2 separate regions of the Oryctolagus cuniculus genome follow, and region 1 is linked to region 2. A link is a contact called in public Hi-C data. All regions are on one chromosome and are shown on one strand. Each heading gives the region's core, a stretch centred on a gene start, on an enhancer-like site or on the middle of the called end of the contact. The rest is flanking DNA. Distances are from core to core; before and after follow the strand shown.

Region 1 (6,786 bases), core at 3-2,502, 170 kb after region 2:
CACAGCAGAGAGCTGGATTGGAAATGGAGCAGCCGGTCTCGAACTGGCGCCCATATGGGATGCTGGCACTGCAGGCAGCAGCTTTACTTACTGCGCCACAGCGTTGGCCCTTGATTTTTATTTTTAAAATGAGTGAGAAATGCCAGAATCTTTCTGTACGTTGGTAGTCATGAGCCAGTACCAGGAGAGGACTCTGCAGAGCCCTGTGGGGAGGGCGCGCTGGCACGTGCAGGGGCTGCACACTCTGGGGCGGGGGGGAGGGGGTGGGTAAGGTGGATGAGGGGCTCCTCTGGTCCTCCGTTTTCCTAAGGGGGCGATGAATCGGCTGATGAAGGGCAGGTAACAAGGCGGAACAGTGGAAGTTTGAGAGGATGGTCTCACGGGTGTCCTGAACAATCTCTCACTGAGACTTCGCCAGGAGGCAAACTCTGACGGGGGAACTCTGACACCCCCTCCTGTGCGTCTTGAAGCAGAGGAACCCTGGAACTGGCTGGGAAGTCAACCGTGTTTTCTCGCCTTTTTCATTCATTCATTCATTCAACAATGATTTATTGTGCAACTACTAAGTGCCCAGAACTTGCTAGGTTCTTGGGAGACTTCAGCAAACCCGATGGAGCCATGCCCTTGGCCCTTGGTGGTCCCCTCTGCCTACTCTTCCCCGGGGGTGGGGGGCAGAGTAAATGCAGAACGCCGGGCCCCTTGGCTGCCGGACAAGGCAGCCCTGGAGCCCTGGGCTCGGGGCGGCTCCTGCCACTCAGTGCGCCCCCTCCCCCCCGGCCCGTGTTCCCTGCAGGACTACGAGAAAGCCCTGTTCTTCCCCTGCAAGGCCGCAGAGCTCGTCAATGACTATGGCAAAGGCTGGAGCCTCAAGTACCGGGCCATGAGCCAGTACCACATGGCCGTGGCGTATCGCCTGCTGGGCCACCTGGGCAGTGCCATGGAGTGTTGTGAGGTGGGGCTGCAGGAAGGAGACGCGGGCGGGGGTAGGCACCGGGGTCTGGGGCCTCCTTTCCCCACCTCCACCCACTGAGGCCCCAAGGCTTCCTCTGGCCTGACCCCTACAGCTGAGCCTCTGCAGGGCGCGTTAATTTGCCCAGCCCTGTCCCGAACCCCAGTGCCTGCCGGTCCATCCTAGGCGACGTCCCTAACACCCTGTGTGTGGCACCTTGAAGATCATCATGGGGAGGGAGTCCCTGGAGTTCTACCGACCTGGGCGTGTATCCCACCTCTACCACTTAGGAGCTGGGTGGCCCCCATTAGCTCCTGTCACCTCTGAGCCTCACTCTCCACCTGTCGGCTCACAGTGGCCAGCCCGCCGAGTGCTGTGACTTCAGTGGCTTGGGACGTGAGGCCCCGGCATCAGGGAGACCCCAGGGTTGTGCCTTCAGAGGGGCCCAGAGGGTGGAGGGCACCCCGGGGTGGGGGTGCCTGAGCACCTGCCACCCTCACAGGAGTCCATGAAGATTGCGCTGCAGCACGGGGACCGGCCGCTGCAGGCGCTCTGCCTGCTCTGCTTTGCCGACATCCATCGGAGCCGTGGGGACCTGGAGGTGAGGGCACCCGGACGCTGGGGGCGGATGTAGGATGGGCTCGGGCCGGGCGCAGTCCCGCTCACCCCTCCCTGCCTGGCTCTGCAGACGGCGTTCCCCAGGTACGACTCTGCCATGAGCATCATGACCGAGATCGGAAACCGCCTGGGCCAGGTGCACGTACTGCTGGGTGTGGCCAAATGCTGGGTGGCCAGGAAGGCACCAGATAAGGTGAGGGGGGCCCTTTCCTGCAGCCCCGGAGCCCCGCATTCGGAGGAGTCAGTGGGTGTGGCCTTTTGCCACCCCTTTGTCTGATATCACCTTACCCCTGACTTCATGAGGCCAGAACATTCTCCGTCATTTTACAGGCTCAGAGGGGGCCCATCCCTTGCCCAGGGACCCATAGCTAGACCTGAGCCACCTTAGCTGCCTCTCACTATCTCACTCACAACTCCCTGTGAGCTGGGAACATTCTGCCCATTGCATGTCTAGGTAGACTGAGGCAGGAGGTGACACACACAGCCCTGGCAACTGCCCGTCTCGTCCTGCGACCTTCGCACACAGGGCAGTGGCCCCAGCTCTGCGACCCTCCCTGGCCCCTGCCCTCTGTGTGTCAGACGCTCCGCCCTCAGGCCTGGCCTCTGCTCGCCTTCTAGGCTCTGGATGCCATCGAGAAAGCCCAGGACCTGGCCGAGGAGGTGGGGAACAAGGTCAGCCCTCTTTCTGGTGTTCAGAGCCCAAGGATGGGCTGTGTGTTGTAGGGGAGGGTCCCTGGGGCTGCTCACACCCGCAGCCCTCCCTGGTCCTGCCTGCAGCCAGAGCCCTTGGGAGGGTCGGGCAGGAATTCATAGCTTGGAGACTTGCAGAATTCCTCAGAGGATTCTGGGTGTTCCTTAAAACCCCGGCAGTAGCCAGCCCCTGAGAGCTAGGCACGCCCATGGGTATCAGTTGCGGTCTTCACAGTCCCCTTGCTGGTGGGCACCACATCCCCATTTTATAGATAAAGAGAGTGAGGCTCCTGTCTTCACTCCAAAGCCCGTAGTGTAGACAGCCTCTCCAGGACCCATAATCGGATCCAAATCTTCAACTGTTGAGAACAGGCTCTGTGCTCCTCAGTCTGCTGGAAGATGTATAAGTCTCTGGAACCTGCTCCCCGGCCCAACTCAAGTGCCACACAGATCTGCTTCCGGCTGCGGCACGGCCGCCCGGGTCTACCCAGGGGTCCGGCTGATGCCCACGCACTGTTAGGTGTGGATTTAATTAGTAGAAGCAGGAAAGCAATTCAGTTCCCACAGTCAACGCGTGAGGCTCGACCAATAAACTCCCCCCAATACACGAGGTGCCCAGGCCTTCCAGGGGCAAAGGGCTCTCTCCGATGGCACCCAGCCCCTCATTCTGCACCAAGGGGACCCAAGGCCCGGAGCGGGCAGGGACGCGGCCGGCGCCCGACCCTGCGGCGCTAACGTCGGCTGGACGCCCCGCCCGCCCCTGTCTCCCTGGCGCAGCTGAGCCAGCTCAAGCTGCACTGTCTGAGCGAGGGCATCTACCGCAGCAAGGGGCTGCAGCGCGAGCTGCGCGCACACGTGGTGCGCTTCCACGAGTGCGTGGAGGAGACGGAGCTGTACTGCGGCCTCTGCGGCGAGTCCATCGGCGAGAAGAACAGCCGGCTGCAGGCCCTGCCCTGCTCCCACATCTTCCACCTCCGGTGAGGGCCCCTGGCGGGGTGGGCAGCGGCCCAGGGCCCTCCCGTAGGGGGCGGGGCCAGTCTCCCCATTACCCCCAAAGAGAGGCTGCTCAAAGATCCCAGAGGCACCGGGCACCTGGCTGCGGCAGGGGCCTGGGTGGGGGAGCCAGGGGTGGGGGGAGGGGAGGGTGGCCTCGGTGAACAGGCGGAGCCCTTTGCCTCCCAAGGTGCCTGCAGAACCACGGGACCCGGAGCTGCCCCAACTGCCGCCGCTCCTCCATGAAGCCTGGCTTTGTGTGACCGCCGCCGCCCTGCTCACCCTGCACCATCTGCCCGGACTCCCGGCGCATCCCCAGGGCAGCCAAGGCCCAGGCCCTGCCCTCTTTCAGCTCCTCTGGACCCCACCGCCCTCCGTGCCTCTCTGGACTTTGCTGTTTATAGAAAAAATAAACCAAAGTTTGTACTTGGTCCTGGGAGCTCTCACTCTTCCCTGGCCGAGGCCGGAGGGGGTAGAGAGAAAGGGGAGTGAGGGCCCTTCCAGGACCCCGGGGTGGGGAGGGGACAGGGCCAGCAGGCCAGGGGGAACGTGCTGGCCGGCTGTCATGTTCGCACCGTGTGGTGGCGCCCTCGTCCGTTTGGGGCCGCTAGGACAGACACTGATTTCTCACGGTGCGGGTGATTGAGCAGTCTTTCTCCTCTCATTGTCTGTCTGCTTCTCAAATAATTCTTTTAAGATTTATTTATGTGGCCAGCGCCGCGGCTCACTAGGCTAATCCTCCTCCTGTGGCGCCAGCACACCGGGTTCTAGTCCCGGTCGGGGCGCCGGATTCTGTCCCGGTTGCCCCTCTTCCAGGCCAGCTCTCTGCTGTGGCCCGGGAGTGCAGTGGAGGATGGCCCAGGTGCTTGGGCCCTGCATCCCATGGGAGACCAGGAGAAGCACCTGGCTCCTGGCTTCGGATCAGCGCAGCGTGCCAGCCGCGGCGGCCATTGGAGGGTTAACCAACGGCAAGAGGAAGACCTTTCTCTCTCATTGTCCACTCTGCCTGTAAAAAAAAGAAAAATTATTTATGTATTTGAAAGGCAGAGTCACACAGAGAGAGGGAGAGACAGAGGGAGATCTTCCATCCACTGGTTCATTCCCCAGATGGCCACAACAGCCGTGGTTGGGCCAGGTTGAAGCCAAGAGCCAGGAACTCCATCTGGGTCCCCCACATAGATGGCAGGGGCCCAGGCAGTTGGGGCCATCCTCTGCTGCTTTTCCAGGTGTGTTAGCAGGGAGCTTCGATCAAAAGCAAAGTAGCCAGGCTCTCTAATATGGGATGTGGAGTCCCAGGCGGCAGCTTAAGCTGCTGCGCCACAACACATGGCCCAAATATGTGATTAAAGGGGGGGAGGGCTGGTGCTTTGGTGTAGCAGGTAAAGCCACCGCCTGCAGTGCCGGCATCCCATATGAGTGCTGGTTCGAGATCCAGCTGCCCCACTTCCAATCCAGCTCTCTGCTGTGGCCTGGGAAAGCGGTGGAAGATGGCCCAGGTGCTAGGGACCCTGCACCCATGTGGGAGACCTGGAAGAAGCTCCAGGCTTCAGATTGGCTCAGCTCCAACAATATTGGTCATTTGGGGAATGAACCAGCAAATGGAAGACCTTTCTCTCTCTCTCTCCCTCCCTCCCCTCTTCTCTCCGTATAACTTTGGCTTTCAAATAAATAACTAAATCTTAAAAAAAAAAAAATAAGTGGACTAGGGGGTGGGAAGTTCAGGAGGGATGTGATATGAGAGTGGGGCCGAGGGAGGGCTGCACGGAGGAGGCGGCATTTGGAGAGGCTGAAGGGGTGACCCTGCAAGAGCCCTCTAGGAAGAAACTTGTCTGCCACAGTCAGGGACAGCAAGGCAGCCGTGTCCGTGAGCAGGAGACGAGGGCCTGGGGAAACCACGGGGCCTTGGAGGGGCTTTGGCTCTTGGGCTAAGCCAGGCAGGCGGCTGCATCGGGACTGGGGTCAGCGCAGTGACAGATCCGACTTCGGCAGTCCTCCTGGTTGCTATGCTAAGAACAGCCTCCACACCCACATGGGATGGCTGCCCGCGACGCTGCAAAAATGTCAAGGCCACAGAAAGCCTGGGGCTGCTGCCCAGACGGCAAACGCCCTGTGTGGCCCCAAAGTGCGTGGTGGTTTCTGTTTTTGATTTTTTTTAAAGCTTATAACAGTCATTAAGGAATAATTGAAGAAACTTTAATCTGAACTGTATATTAGATAAATCAATGGACTAATATTAACCCATGCACTTTTTCTCAGAATACACATTTTCCATAAACCTTTTGAAGACCCTTTGTAGGCATGAATTTCTAAGATTCTTTGCATCAAAATAAATTTTTATTACATTTTCCATGAATTTTTTTTAAGATTTGTTTATTTATTTGAAAGGCAGAGGGGGTCGGCGCCATGCTCACTTGGCTAGTCCTCTGCCTGCGGCACCGGCATCCCATATGGGCGCTGGGTTCTAGTCCCAGTTGCTCCTCTTTCAGTCCAGCTCTCTGCTGTGGCCCGGGAGTGCAGTGGAGGATGGCCCAAGTGCTTGGGTCCCTGCACCCACATGGGAGACCAGGAGGAAGCACCTGGCTCCTGGCTTCAGATCGGCGCAGTGTCGGCTGTAGCGGCCATTTGGGGAGTGAACCAATGGAAGGAAGACCTTTCTGTCTCTCTCACTGGCTATGACTCTACCTGTCAAATAAGAAAGAAAGAAAGAAAGAAAGAAAGAAAGAAAGAAAGAAAGAAAGAAAGAAAGAAAGAAAGAAAGAAAGAAAGAAAGAAAGAAAGGAGGGAGGGAGGGAGGGAGGGAGGGGGGGGAGGGAAGGAAGGAAGGAAGGAAGGAAGAAATAGAAAGGCAGAGTTAAAGAGAGGCAGAGGCAACAGCCAGGGCTGGGCCAGGCCAAAGGCAGGAGCCAGGAGCTTCTTTCAAGTCTCCCACATGGGTGCAGGAGCCCAGGGACTTGGGCCATCTGCTGCTGCTTTCCCAGGCACATTAGCAGGGAGCTGGCTCAGAAGTGGAGCAGCTGGACTCAAACCGGTGCTCAGATGGGATGCCAGCATCACACGGCCCCTCCATGAACTTTCTTTTCAGTTTGAGAGACAGGGAGAGAGAAAGAGGGAGTGATGGATAGAGTGAGTGAGGGGCCAGCACTGTGGCGTAGTGGGTTAGAGCCCTGGCCTGAAGCGCTGGCATCCCATATGGGCACCGGTTCTAGTCCCAGCTGCTCCTCTTCCATCCAGCTCTCTGCTATGGCCTGGAAAAGCAGTAGAAGATGGCCCAAGTCCCTGGGCTCCTGCACTGCATGGGAGACCCAGAAGAAGCTCCTGGCTCCTGGCTTCGGATCAACCCAGCTCTGGCCATTGTGGCCTTCTGGGGAGTGAACCAGCGGATGGAAGACCTCTCTCTCTGTCTCTACCTCTCTCTGTAATTCTTTCAAATAAATAAAATAAATCTAAAAAAGAGAGAGAGAGAGAGAGAGTGAGTCCTTGTCTGCTGGCACACCCCCTAAATGTCGACAACAGCCGGAGCTGGGCTAGACCAAAAC
Region 2 (7,358 bases), core at 2,407-4,906:
CCACACCTGGCCTCACTACTGAGGGCAGAGGTGGTCTTACTGTTTCAGAAATGCCTATTGATTTGAAAGGCAGGGAGAGCTTTCATCTAAGCTGGGTTCCTTGCCAATGGCCCCTAACAACCAGGAGCCCAGAACTCCATGGAGCTGGCCCATGTGGTGATTTGGCCCCTCATCCACTCTGACCAGGCACATCAGCGGGAAGCTGGAATGGGAATGGGGTAACCAGGACTCAACCCTAGGCACCTGGCCTGCAACACCACTGCGCCTGCCCTTCAAGGCGTATTGCTTCTTGCAGGGGATAAAAGTACCCAGGAAGCCAGCTGGTCGAGGGAGAAGCCTCTATATTTAGCCCCGAAGTGGTGAACCAAGCAACAGGCCTTGCAGAAGTGGTGAACCAAGCAACGGGCCTCACAGCTGGGCGCAGAGTAGCACGGAAGGCCGGCTCCCCTCCGCAGGGTGACAGGGAGGCGAAGCACAGGAGGACACGTGGGCGCCTTCACTTTTCATGGATGAGAAGCGAGGTCACTTCCACAAGAAGTCTGGACTGGATTTGAGAGCAGTGCTTGCTGGGAGGGATGTGTCAGCATCTCGTGCAGGTGCTTCGGAGGTGTCCTTGCCGTGTGCCGGGCTCCTTCAGTCACCTCCCTAAGTGCCACGGGGGTTCCTGCTTGGGCCTTTGTTTTCTCAGTTTAGGCAGAGCTGATGCAGCTCCTTTTCAGAGATGTTTGAGCTTACCAACGAACTCCCAGGGGCTGGATTTTCTCCTATTGATCTCTTACCCTTTATTTATTTATTTATTTATTTATTTTTTTTTTTTTTGACAGGCAGAGTGGACAGTGAGAGAGAGAGACAGAGAGAAAGGTCTTCCTTTTGCCATTGGTTCACCCTCCAATGGCCGGCGCACTGCGCTGATCCGATGGCAGGAGCCAGGTACTTCTCCTGGTCTCCCATGGGGTGCAGGGCCCAAGTACCTGGGCCATCCTCCACTGCACTCCCTGGCCACAGCAGAGAGCTGGCCTGGAAGAGGGGCGACCGGGAATAGAACCCGGTGTGCTGGCGCCGCTAGGCGGAGGATTAGCCTTGTGAGCCGCGGCGCCGGCCACCCTTTTTTTAGAAGATGGCTCGACTTTGGGGAGATGCTCCACTTGCTGGTTCACTCCCCACGTGGCACCGTGGCTGGCCTCGGGCCAGGCAGAAGCCAGGAATCCGGGTCTTCCATGTGGGTGCAGGGACCCAAGCACTCTGACCATGCCCTGCAGCCCCCCTAGGTACAGCAGTAGGGAACTGGATCAGAAGTGGAGCAGCTGGGGCTCCGGCACTGTGGCAGAGTAGGTAAAGCTGCTGCCTACGGCACTGGCATCCCACGTGGGCACCAGTTTGTGTCCCGGCTGCTCCACTTCTGATTGACCTCCCTGCTAATGGCCTGGGAAAAGCAATAGAAAATGGCCCAAGTGCTTGGGCCCCTGCACCCACATGGGAGACCTGGAAGAAGCTCCTGGCTTGATCTTAGCATTTGGGGCCACTTGGGTAGTGGATAAGATTCTGACTTTCCCTCCGTAAATCTTTGAAATAAATGAAACAAATCTTACAAAAAAAGTGGAGCAGCTGGGATTCGAACCAGCACTCAGGGGATGCTGGAGTTACAGGTGGTGCCCCAGCCTCCTGCTCCACAGCGCAGTCCTGCTTTTTTCTCTACACGTGGAGGGTCAATCTCTAACTTCTGCCCTGGAGGGAAAGCTGCAAATGAGAGGTTCTTTTCAGGACAGAGTCATTTTCTACAGCAAGTATTTCCCCACCAGCCAACCAACGGCTGCTTCATGCCACCTGCCCCTCCCATGTTGGGGCGTCCCCTGGTGCTCAGGTGCTGGGTCTCCAGACACACCCATCTGGTCTGCTGTCCTCCTGAGACCGGGAGCGGATATGGCAAAGCCCAGTGTGCTTCAGTCTCAACGTGGATTCCTCTGCAGTCTGGGACCAATTAGACTTTGTTTGAAATCTGCAAGTGTTCTGGAACCAACTTGTTGCAACCCTGAAGGATATTTTTACGTAGATTCAAATCCCTGCCATACACCAAAGTCCAGTCCAAGGACGGTGGGATGGCAAGGCAGGGAGAGGAGGGGAGTGAGTAGGACCCCCCAGCTTTCTAGGGAACAAACCATGTCACATGGGGGAGAGGAAGTTTGGTGGCACCCCCTGCCTGGCCCAGTGGGAGGACTGGGCTGTCCCGGTTACTGCCACATCACTAAGGAAACTGCGTAAGTTACTGTGTTTATTTCCACAGTAGCACAAAGAGCCAGAGGTTAGATAAGGACAAGAAGCAGAACTGTACCTACTCCCGCTTTCCATCGCATCTGGGGCCCTGCCCTCCTGGCATCAGAAAGACGGGAAAATGTCCTTGGCTGGAAACCGAGACGGAGGGTGAGCGTGGACAGGGCGCCAGGCCTGATTTCCGATTTCCCCGGCACTCCCAGTGGAGCTCATGCCTTCTCGCCTGGAGGGGCCGGGGCGGGGAGTTTCATCAGTGCAGCTGTCCGTCAGCTGGCGAGAGGCTGCTCGCGAAACCCTGTCCTCCATGGTGTTTACCATCCATTGAGGGTGATGCAGAATGGCAGGGCCGTAAGAGGATTGAATGAGACTGGGTATAAGCCCCACCTGCTGCGCAGAAGGGGGGTGCCCCTTGACACACTTGCTGTTGGGCGAAGCAACATGTGCTGTGAGACGTTAGCACTAAGCACCCCGGGATCCACAGGCGGGAATGCTCCTGTCCACCAGGGGGATCCAGTGCTTCGTGCAGGGGTTGCAGCATAAGGTCCCTTGATCCTTCATGCCCCAGGCTCCTCCTCTGTGAGATGAGAGTGCGTGGTTCAGGGACCAGCACAGTGAGCAGTTGATGTGTGGCAGCTGCTAGAATTGCAGGAAGTGGGAGGGGAGGAGAGACACGGTCCAGGTCCAGCCAATGGCATGGGGAAGGTCAGCAGGGCTAGAGCAGCCGAGGGCAGGTGGAGTTGATCTAACTGTCCCAGTCTTTGTCCAGAGCACGGTGTCGGTAGTAGAGTACTCAGAACGGTGACTCGCACATAGTGGATACTCAAAGATACCCTGAATGAATGTCCGCTTGACAGATGTACGGTGTCTCCTGGCTGCCCGTCAGGGTCCTTAGAGGGGGTAAAGTTACATCCCAGGCCCTGAGTCCAACTAGAAATCTCCTCCCCACGGGATGACCAAGTTCACTCCTCTCCCGCTTCTGAAAGTCACTGCTGGCTTCTCAGAAAGCCTGCTGAGTTTGTCGTGTCCCCGCCCTGCTGCCCCTGCATCTTCCCGGCTCAGCTGTTGCTACAGTGTTTTATCTCGGCTTCCTGCTGCCAGGACCAAGCGGTGGGCAGAGATAAGCCGGGGCTCCAGGGAGCGATCAGAGACCAGCATGCGGGGGAGGACGGCTGGGGTGCCCCTTTGCCTGCACAGGCTCCTGGAAAAGGAGCAGATACTCATTACTCCATTCCCACCTGAGTTGCCCAAAGACTTCTTAATCCTGACCCCCTGAGCCCAAGCCACAACACCCCAATTCTCCTCCCGCAGTCGCCTCCACTGTAGCTGCTATCTGTGTTACCTTCCACCCCAGCCTCCTGTGGGAGGAGCCGAACTGAGAAACGGGGATATTTATAAATAGGAAGTGGGCGTAAAGTTCTGCCGTCACCAATGTTTTAAACAAGGCTCATGCCACCTCTCCTCCATTTGAGCTTTGAAATTCCTGTCCACCCCCTCATCTTCCATCTTTCCCAAAACCTGAATTGCTGCTCTCTCCTTGGTCAAAGCCACAATTAGCCTGAATCCCATGGCGGTTCCAGGATGTGACGTGGGTGAAGCATGGGAAATATGTGGATATGCACTCAGCTGTCCAGGGAAAGGCTATTGCCATGACATCAATGCACCTGCCACCTGGTGATAGAACAGTGACTGATGATCCGCTGTGTGTGTTGCCCATTTACCCCTTACCACAAAACAGCTGTTAGGAAAATCCTGCCCTCCTAGTGGGGAAACCGCAGCTCAGTGGGGTTAACTGACTGCCCAGCGCTGGTAAATGACAAAGTCAGGACGCAGACCTGTCCGCCTGTGGGATTTCTAAAAAGCCAAAGCCATGCACACGTATTGAATCCTAGAGATGTTCTACATTATAGTAGTGGAGCAGCTTTTCTTGCGAAATTGTCTGTTTTTATTTCAGAGAAAGAGGAATCCGTCCTCTAGTTCATTCCCCAAATGCCTGCAACCACTGGCAACCAGAGCCAGGAACCCAGAACTAAATCCCAGTTCCCCACATGACTAGAAGGGACCCAAGTACTCGAGCTACCATCTGCTGCCCCAGGAACTGGAAGCAGAGCCGAGTCTGGAGCCCAGGCACTCTGGGGGGGAGCGTGCCCATCCCAAGTGGCATCTTACCTGTTGCACCAAACACCCGCTCAGTTACATTTCAGGAGGAGCTCTTGATTTTATTCCAACAATGAAAAGGGAGTGTTTGACAGCTGCATACCCGGAAGCCCAATTCAAGCTGGCTTTAGTAGAAGCGGAGGCTGTCCGCCCAAGTGACAAATGGCCAGTGGTCACTCCAGCAGTTCAGACAAGGGCATCAGCACACTCACTCTCCCCATTCTTTCAGTCTGCCCATCACTGCCTGGCTTCCCTCTCTCTGTGTAGCAGCAGGCTGCCAACTGGCAGCTCTACTCACGGCTTCTTCGAGCTTGTAATTCCAGAGAAAGAACAAATACCTCTTTGGAGAGCTCCAGCAAAAATCCCCAGGACTCTGGCTCAAAATGCAAGCATCTGTAAACCATTTGGTGTGTCTGAGAAATGGACTACTCTTGTCCCCTGCTGGCCAGACCTGAGTCTCAGGCCCATCCTGGGGGTGGGGGTCCACGGTCAGCCCAGACCCCTAGTGCCCTAGGGCTCGGCCATCCACCTTGAGCTGGACGCTTGTATAACATGAAGGGGCGGGGCTCAGCAAAGGAACGCTGTCTGGGCAAAGACATGCATCACCCCTGCTAACACAGTACATGTGACGCCTGGGATTCCATGAACCTAAGCTGTACGTGGGGAGCTGGCTCGTGTGAAAACTTCTGTGCGCTGGTATGGACACAGATTAGTTCAGTCACCCCATGAGCCAGAGATAATGTCCCCATTTTTTAAGTGAAAAAAAAAATGGAACTCAGAGATGTAACAACGTGCTAATAAGTGGCAGAGCTAGAATTCACACCCGGGTAAGTGAGATTTATACCGCAGCACATGGCCAGTCTAGGAGTGGCACAGTGTCAGTATCCTCTCTTGGGGGGGGTACACAAGCCCCCAGGAAGTGGCTACCGCCCACCTCACTTCCTGTGTCCAGATAGGAGCCACAGGGGGAAGAGGAAAGGCATGTTGGGCATGGAAGGAAGGGGTGATTGATAAATAGTCTGGGAAAATGGATTAAAAGGGGGCTAGCATCGTGGTGTACTGGGCTAAGCCACTGCCTCTGACACCGGCATCCAATATGGGTGCTTGTTTGATACCCGGGTGCTCCACTTCTGATCCAGCTCCCTGCTAATGCGCCTGGGAAAGCAGTGGAAAATGGCTCAAGTGCTTGGGTCCCTGCATCCACGTGGGAGACCCAGAAGAAGCTCCAGGCTCCTGGCTTCAGCCTGGCACTGTCCTGTTCTTCCTTCCGTTGGTTCACCCCCAAATGGCCACTATGGCCGGCGTTGTGCTGATCCGATACCAGGAGCCAGGTGCTTCCTCCTGGTCTCCCATGTAGGTGCATAGGCCCAAGCCCTTGGGCTATCCTCCACTGCCCTCCTGGGCCACAGCAGAGAGCGGGGCTGGAAGAGGAGCAACCGGGACTAGAACCCGGTGCCCATATGGGATGCCAGCGCTGCAGGCAGAGGATTAACCAAGTGAGCCATGGTGCCAGCCCCAGTCTTTTTTTTTTTTTTTTTTTTTAATGAATTGAAAAAAAGAAAAGTTAGAATCCCAAATTTAGCAGCTAGATGGAATATGGTGCAGGAAAGAGAGGAAGCTCTAAAATGGGAAATTAGAGCACCCCCTTTGCAAAAAATCCTGTGTAGAAAACAGAGGGAAAAAACCAGTGTGGCTCAAGCTTCTTTAAAGAATTAAGCTGCGACTGGTTCTGTGGCATAGCAGGTAAAGCCACTGCCTGCAGTGCCGGTATTCCATGTGGGTGCCGGTTTGAGTCCCAGCTGCTCCACTTCCAATCCAGCTCTCTGCTACGGCCTGGGAAAGTAGTGGAAGATGGCCCAAGTCCATGGGGCCCTGCACCCATGTGGGAGACCCGGAAGAAGCTCCTGACTCCTGGCTTCAGATTGGCCCAGTCCCAGCCATTGCAGCCATCGGGGGAGTGAACCAGCAGATGGAAGACTTCCCTCTTTCTTTCTATGCTTCTGCCTCTCTGTAATTCTACATTTCAAATAAATAAATAAATCCTTTAAAAAAAGTAAAGAATTAAGCTGTTGCTTGGGACTCCTGGATCCCATAACAAATGAAGCTCCTGGGATCTGGTCCTACCTCCGTCCTTGCTCCCCATACAGCTTCCTGCTACTGTGCCTGGGAAGCAGCAGGTGATGGCTCAGTTCCTACTGAGGCCCTGCCGCCAGCATGGGAGACCAGGTTGGAGTTCCTGGCTTGTGGCTCTGGCCTCACCCAGCCCTTACTCTTGTGCCCATTTGTGGAGTGGGCCAGCTGATGGCAGATCTCTCTTTTTCTCTCTCACTCTCTTTCTCTCTCTGCTTTTCAAATAAATAAAAATGAATACACATTTTTTTGGAAAGGGTGTAAGGGAAGGCAGGGTGCAGTCCTTGGTAAGCCGACACATGGAGAAGGTGCAGAGACGTCACTGGTTCTATTCAGAGCAGGAGAACTCGGGAGAGGGCAGGGTTCTCTCAGGGATGAGTCAGAGACTGGTGATTGCCCGGGAAAGCAAAATGCCCGGCCCGGTTGTCCTCATCCCCTCCGCACACCCTGGGAGGGGGGAGCCTGTCTGAACTGGGAAAAGCAAAGCAAAGCATGGTTTAGAGAGGAAATTGAAAGCGCACGTAGAAGACAAGGTAATAGGAGAAAAGCCAGGGACCCAGCCTTTCAGAGTGAGCTGCAAATCCCAAGTGGTGAGAAACGTTTGCCGATAGAGCCCAGAGCTCATTCATGTAGCAGAGAAAGCCATGGAATAAAGGGAAATGGCCGTGATGCCGGGGTGCAGAGACAGGCCAGAAAGGGGGGTACATTCTGGAAACTGTAGGTGGGCTGCCCCAATTTATTCTAGAATTTAATATTAAACTATGAATTGGAGCACATCTAGAGAGAGGCACCTTCACTAAAGCTGG

Evidence for each region. A called contact is a pair of places that touch in the nucleus more often than the background predicts.
Region 1: a Hi-C map of psoas muscle shows a contact between it and region 2, with 4 times the contacts expected there. The contact joins two enhancer-like sites. A contact is called at or near these places in 2 of 6 Hi-C or Micro-C datasets (psoas muscle and an unstated tissue).

What each region holds. Positions count from the first base shown.
Region 1 is chr1:18,557,054-18,563,839 of mOryCun1.1, forward strand. RAPSN (receptor associated protein of the synapse) reads left to right here. Exons shown (of 8, transcript XM_070070587.1): 3 at 794-952; 4 at 1,452-1,550; 5 at 1,638-1,760; 6 at 2,186-2,239; 7 at 3,082-3,234; 8 at 3,441-4,274. The coding sequence ends at 3,896. Among named protein-coding and RNA genes, the nearest start is that of RAPSN, 10 kb to the left of the region's middle. Within about 2 kb of position 1,253, at least 1 of the 8 cell types and tissues checked has an H3K27ac peak or open chromatin away from gene starts, as enhancers often do.
Region 2 is chr1:18,384,140-18,391,497 of mOryCun1.1, forward strand. No RefSeq gene overlaps it. Among named protein-coding and RNA genes, the nearest start is that of C1QTNF4, 11 kb to the right of the region's middle. Within about 2 kb of position 3,657, at least 2 of the 8 cell types and tissues checked have an H3K27ac peak or open chromatin away from gene starts, as enhancers often do.